2 separate regions of the Capsicum annuum genome follow, and region 2 is linked to region 1. The links are chromatin contacts, called in public Hi-C maps. All regions are on one chromosome and are shown on one strand. Each heading gives the region's core, a stretch centred on a gene start, on an enhancer-like site or on the middle of the called end of the contact. The rest is flanking DNA. Distances are from core to core; before and after follow the strand shown.

Region 1 (3,542 bases), core at 476-2,975:
GTGGTTGATAGTTCATCGGCATGGGTAGACAATTAATTCGTCGTGTATAAGGCTTAGTATAATACAATGAACTCTGTGGTACTCCGTCATATTGTGCCCTGATAGAGTTAGTTATCATGTCTTGCAACTGTTGAACAGACAAAGCTACAACTGAAGTAGACTATTTCTCCTTTTGTAATTTGGACATTGCAAATGACTCAGCAACATTCTTCTTTTGCAGAGTAAAATCGGGTTTATAAGCAGGGACATGACTCGATTCTCCAGGTGCAAAGGACTTCAACTTGTTCATAAGTTGAGCAATTTGAAGATCTTTATCCTCAGCAGATTTCTTTAAAACTTCAATAACTTGTTCCATCATTGCAAACTTCTCATTTATATCAGTTGCATCAACCATTAAGGCGTTGACTTTTATTAAAATTAGAAAACCCATTGAATCTTCAGATTTACTAAAATTGATGTCAGCCTTAGGGAGTTCATCACATAGCAAGGATGTCAAGTTGCCCTCCGGGGTTACAATTCCAGCATATAAATGGGCTTACTATGTTTTGAAGTCCAAAATAATTTTAGATCGAGGCAAATATGGATCAAATTCAAATTTTGTATGATTTTGCTCCAATAAACTTTTATATTTCTACAATACATCTCAATTTTAATCCTGGATATGAAAAAACTTGGCAGGAAGTGATGCCCCAAATGAATCCTATCTAGAGCAAAGTCGAATTTCAATGTGTGGATCTTATCCGAAGCAAATTTAAATTGATCGAAATTTAATATAGATATCAAATGGTGGGAATTAAAAAAATGAGAGATTTTTAGGTGCAAATCAAATTAATCGGGTTTGGGTTCGGGATTGAAGGTGAATCGTAAACATGAAGTAAAAACAAAAGAAGATGCTACTAGTTAATGAGTAATGACAAAGGACAAGGGGGCCATCTTCCATAATCCCTCGTGGACTCGATGCTCCTTTCCTAGTCAGCTACCATGCACATTTGCCCACACTCCTTACTACACCGTGCTCAAAGTCCCCGTAGTTTTTTTATTTTTCAATTTTATTGATCGAACAAAAAAGACAGAGATTTGGATGAGAAACACCCTTCTTGAAATACACTTCTTGAAAATCTTGTAATCTCTAGGTTGCCAAATTGAGTATATCATTGCTCCATACAATGCTGCCGCAATCTCCATTTTAGCTTGGCCGCATCAATACTAGGAGTTTGGTGTGAGATATAAGACATAATAATTTTAGAATAAAATATAGAATTATTTTATCGATTGGTTGGAGGTAGTATAACTTAGTCTCGAGATTATTTTTTCTCATTTATATTATAGTAATGAAATAACTAATTTTAGAATAACTCTTTTTCGACCAAACACCCCTTAATAAAGTATTCTCTTTAAAAAAAATTTATATATAGTTTTGTATCAAGTAAATTACGAAAAAATAAAGTGAAACGGATGCAAGTAAAATAGAACCTCCTCTAAACCCTCCCCCCACCCCCACGCCCCCCAAAAAAAGGAAGTAGTGAAGAGTGCACGTGCTGCAAACTCGAGTGATGGAATTTCATAAATTTGGTACTGAGATAGATAATTGTACTGCCATGCCTCCAATAACCAACTAAGAACTAAAAATAAAAAATAAAAAATTAATACTCCAATAATTAAATTTTTTTTAATAAAATAATTTACGGGATAAAAGTAAAGACTGTGTATACATCATTTTTCCTCAAATTGCACTGATGAAATTATATTGAATGCATTATTATTGTTATTACAATCACACAAATATGTATAATATAATTCTTAAAATGAAAATTTAAATTCCATATACAGTTAAAAAAACTTCAGATAAATTAAAACGGAGTATAATTTAAGTGCAATCATTTACATAATTTGATGCAGGTATAGTGGATTATAATTAAATTCCAACTTCATCATATAGTATAATAATATAGTCTAGTGTCACCTTCACCCCCCATCTCCCCATCTACTTTCTGCATTCTCCCAATGGGTCATAATAATCCGTACACCTAAATTCCTTCATTTTTTTTCGAGCTGCAAAAAATATGGAGGATGAAGATATGCATATCTGTCCTCATATCAACAGGTTTTTTAAAATTAATTTGGGTCTCTTTTTTATTTAATTTATGTTTGTTAGTTCACTGCTACTTGGATTTTAGTTAAGTTTATTTGGCTTATTCAAGTTAGTCAACTAGTTGATGTAGTTGTATTTTTTGATGGATCTACTTTCTTTAGAGTTAGTTACTTTTTTTTTTTTTTTTTTAATTACTCTAAAAAGTATTAAGCTAGAAAAAAGATGGATCATCAAATTTAACTTTTATGCCAAGTATTTAAAATTTGGGTATTTTTCCTGTTTGTGAAATTTGAGAAATTCAGTTCCACTATATTTTCAAATGCTATTTACAGATATACTTCGATTCGTAGATTACGAGTAATCTAGTAGCTTAGTTGGTCGACTAAGTTGACTAAGTGACCTTTCAGCTCGTCCGTAGGTTCTATTCCTCATCTTATAATCCCTTCGCTACTCCCAATAAGAAGTGATCAGTAGATTATGCTGTTTGATTCCGGGCTATCTTTTTTTTTTTTCTTTTCAGCCATTTGGTATTTGGAACTCACTGGGCCTAACTAATCTAGGTTCGTTTTGCCTACAAATCATTTAAGGGGAAGACTTCCTACTGGGAATTGTTCTATTCCTAGAGCTCGAACCTGAGACTTGTGGCTGTGTTAAGGGTGGAGGGAGTTTGATTCTAGGTTATCAATACTTTATGAAGCATTCCGTGGCATTATTAAATGTTGCTCGGACTCTCCAAAAATGCAGTTGGTTGTGTGTCGGATTTTCCAAAACTAGTGCATTTTTTGGAGGATCCGACATGAGAAATTTGGAGAGTACGGTAAACAAAGGTATTACTTCAGCATCATTTATGCATCTCAAATGGATAAGAAAAGAGATGAACTATATTAGCAGGAGACTTACCAAGATATCTCAATTCCAGTGACTGAAATAAAAGGATATGTTTTTTCAAGTGTGACCGCAACAATCTTACAATCTTCTAGAATCAGCTTGGCATGCTTTCACAGCTTTTGTCCCTCAAATACCGAATATATTTGAAGCGTAGATATTGAAGCAAACTTATACCAATAATGAAAAGGAAAAAGTGAGAAACAAAAGTTCATACAAAAATGACGTCCTTCTTTTCCTTAATCTTCCAAGTCTTAATGTGAGAAACGGAGTCCATCAACAGTAGCCTCAACACAGTTGTGGATCTTAAGTTTTTGAACTCATTGAGTTCAGATGGAGCGTACTCAGTAGTATAGAGAAGAACAATAAAGTGCAGTTATTGTCATTGCGGTGAAAATGTGTATTGTAGCTCTTCCAAACTTAGTTTCAGCCTGTGTCAGTTTTGCACTTTCCTGTTATGATTCGAGAGGTTGTTTCTGATGTAGATTTTCTACCTATTCCTAAAACAAGTGGTTAGCATATGCTGCATCATTGTAAAAGATGAACTAATGTGAACTAAGTTTCT
Region 2 (3,542 bases), core at 777-3,276, 150 kb after region 1:
ACGAACAAATGTTAAAGTAACATAACATTATACAAATACTATTTAAATACAAAAAATAAACTTTATTCATACCAACAATATTAGAAAAACAAACAGTAATGAGCACCAAATAATTAAATCAAATTATTAACTATCTTAGAAAAACAAACAGTAAATAGAAAAAATGATTTAATATCAATTTTATATCAATTTAATACAGAAAAAAATCAAAATCAAATTGGATTAACTTTACAAGCATTTCTTGATTTCTTTATGTCAACCTTCTTATCACCAACTTTTTCAACACTCACATTGGCCTTGGACCTTGTAACTATAGCATTTTTACGATTTTTCATTTTTGATTTCTTCGTTTTATGGGCGAGAATTTCATCTTCAAAATCAGAATCTGAAGCTTGTTCAACAACAACCTTTTTTCTCTTATCAACCATCTTATATTCTGGAACAATAACTTTTTTGACACTAAATAGCTTTGCATGTTGAATTGCGGCTGCTTCAAGAATGGTGAATTTTTTGAAAAATCGATTTTGACTGGCAAAAATTCACTTTGATTATGCGAAATAGACTTACCTTCAATTACCTTGTTCTTGTTCTTTGATAGTAGAGATGGGGTAAAGTACCTCAAATCAAACGAGGGTCTAGATAAAATAATTGGACTATTTTGTTGTATTAATCTAGGACTTTTTCTATTAGGGGTAGAATCAAATTTGTATTTTTCTGACATGTCTCAAGAAAAAAAATCAAACTAAAGTGAAGAACTATCAATCCAAGCTTATGAGTGAATGTTGGGAAACAAAGTTTCATACGCATGAAACTCAAAAGAAGAGAAAAATAAGATGAAAAAGGTAAAGAGTGAAGACTTTTAATGGTAATGAAAGACTGTCAAACTTGATAAAGTGTAGAAGTAAGTTAATTATTAAAGTTAATAAAAAGTTAAAAATCAAGTATCAATGTTAAAAAATATATTTACCATATTTGACTCCTTAAAAATATGAACAAACTTTAAAACTTAATTATTAAAATAAAAAAATTACTAATACCAATAATATAACTTGCAATAATTATCAAAAGACTTAATGAAGAGTGATAAATGTTAAATTCTATAAATAAGAAAATAATATAAATAATAAATATTTAAAAATGATTTTCGGATATCTAATTAAAAAAGATTCTTCTAAAAAGTTGTTATAACTTGTAATTATTTCATTGGTCTAGTAATTATTGAAAAGTTTTGCTATAACTTGTAATAAACAATCTAAGTTTAGGGGAAAAAAAACTGTGTAACACTTTTTAAAATAAATAGCCTAAATTTGACATTTTTTCAAAAAGTGGTCAGTCGGGTATACTATTTCTACTTTATAGTCGTTTCCTAATTTGGGTAATTTTGGCTCATGTAGTTCAGCTACATTTCATATATAATAATGATACAGTCCATACACAATACTGATACAGTTTTCAACTTGGGTCATTCGGTCCTTTTAAAAATATTAAAAATAAATTTATATAAATTTTTTAACTGAAAAAATCTTCTGTTTTTTTTATTGTTTAAAAATAATAATTAAATATAATTATATAAAAACGGTATAAGTGTTATATAGAATATGTATCTTTATAAGATATATGTATAGAAATTATAGAGTTCTATCAAATATGTATATGTATAAAATATATATAGAAAGTGTATAAAAAATTATATAATTATTGTATAAAATGTGTAAAAGTAAGTACAATTATTGTATAAATTGTGTATCAAAACATTATAATTTTCGTATAGAATATTTATATGTATAAGATATGTATAGAAACCGTATAGATGGTGTATAGAAACGGTATAGAACAAGTCAACAAATTGAAATGGCTAGAAAGTGAAATTTAAATTTCATAACCATTTTTAAGGAAATAGTTTAATTTGAAATGTCGTTTCTGTCTTTTCCCCGTAAGTTTATTTAGGATATTTTTTACACGTCCAAAATGGGCTATCTGGAAATCAAAGCCCATAAAATGACCGGTCCATAATTGACCAAGTAACCGAGTCCGAGTCGTCTCCGATTCCCGGTTCTCTCCAACTTCTTCTTTCACTCCCCCTCTTTCCTGCTATTTTACTACTTTGATTTTCCTCATAAAACTTTTCTTTTTTCCAACTCAGCAATTTTAAATTACATTAAATATTATTACTTTAACTAAATTACATAAATTTAGGTTCAATTCTATATCAACTTTAGCAATTTGATACTTTTACATAATAAATTCATGTTCAGATCATCAATAAGATGATTCTTTCACGTATCAATCGTTCTCGCTCAACGATCAATAAAGTAAGCATCTAATTTCAGTCTGTAAGTTATTCTTTTAATTCGTGTTAATATTATTAGTATTGATGCGTTTTTTTTGATTGAGCAGGCACTAATTTCTGGCAATAATGGTGTGAGGTTTGTAATTTTGGATGAAGTAGCAAGAAGTAACGCGTGCATTACACGCGTCAATGGCGGGTTAGGTTTTGTGAGAAGTTATTTAACATCCATTGGAGCTGGAGCTGGAAAGGAGGGTGTTAATAAGGCATATTTGCAAAGGGCGTATTTTTCGGAATTCCGGAAGTTCTTTTGCAGCAATGGATCAAAGAAAAGAAGTGAGAATGAGTACTTACACATTTTGTTTGTTTGTTATTTCGAGTTTTGGTGATGGATTGTGGTTGTTGTGTTTTGATTTTTGTAGGCTATGAGAATTATTATCCGAAGAATAAGAAAGAAGTTCCGAAAGGGAACAATCAAAAGGCGGAGTCGGGCAAAGGTATGTAGTGCCTTGATCGGTTACATTTGATCTTATGTAACATAGGATGAAGTAAAATTATTTATGATAAAGTTATTGGAGTTTGCTAGAATGTAGAATGTGAAAATATAGGGAATATTGTAATTGGAACTGAAATATTTCAATTTGCGGAGGGTCTATCGGAGACAGCCTCTCTACCTCTGAGGTAGGGGTAAGCTCTGCGTACACTCTACTCTCCCTAGTCCACACTTTTTGGGACTACACTTAGTATGTTGTTGTACTCAATTGGAGCTGAGTTTACTTTTCCGAAAGTATGTTCCATATGATTAAGTAGAACTTTTGGATTACTAGAGGCATTGGTATTAGAACTTTCTGAAAAAACTACTAACAAATTGGTTAGAGATAGTTTGTTAGCGATCTAGATCATTTATACTATTTGAAATGTTAGAAAGCGGAGGATGCTTATGCCTGAATTGTGATGAAAATGTACAACTGGGATAGAGTTGGATTATACAACAACAACATATCAAGTGTAATCCCGCAAGTAGGGTCGGGGAAGGGTAAGATGTACGGAGACCTTAATCCTACCTTTGTGGGGGTAGAGATGTTGTTTCTGATAGACATAGAATTGGATTATAGAGATCAGATTATTTATACTATTCCAAATAGAGCTGGGATTGACAAGGGGATGGGGCTTATTTTCTTGAGTTCAATGTATAAAAGTAGATATTCGTATTCTGCAAGATGCCTTGTGTGGTCCATTATTGTAACAAATTGTA

The links. A called contact is a pair of places that touch in the nucleus more often than the background predicts.
Region 2: a Hi-C map of placenta shows a contact between it and region 1, with 2.9 times the contacts expected there. The contact joins the promoter of LOC107843319 here to the promoter of LOC107843316 in region 1. A contact is called at or near these places in 2 of 5 Hi-C or Micro-C datasets (leaf and placenta).

What each region holds. Positions count from the first base shown.
Region 1 is chr10:167,221,349-167,224,890 of UCD10Xv1.1, forward strand. It overlaps LOC107843316 (protein FAR-RED-ELONGATED HYPOCOTYL 1-LIKE), which reads left to right and starts at 1,726. Exons shown (of 3, transcript XM_016687551.2): 1 at 1,726-2,104. The coding sequence starts at 2,064.
Region 2 is chr10:167,374,539-167,378,080 of UCD10Xv1.1, forward strand. LOC107843319 (ATP-dependent zinc metalloprotease FTSH 10, mitochondrial) reads left to right here and starts at 2,027. Exons shown (of 8, transcript XM_016687556.2): 1 at 2,027-2,312; 2 at 2,398-2,623; 3 at 2,710-2,784. The coding sequence starts at 2,268.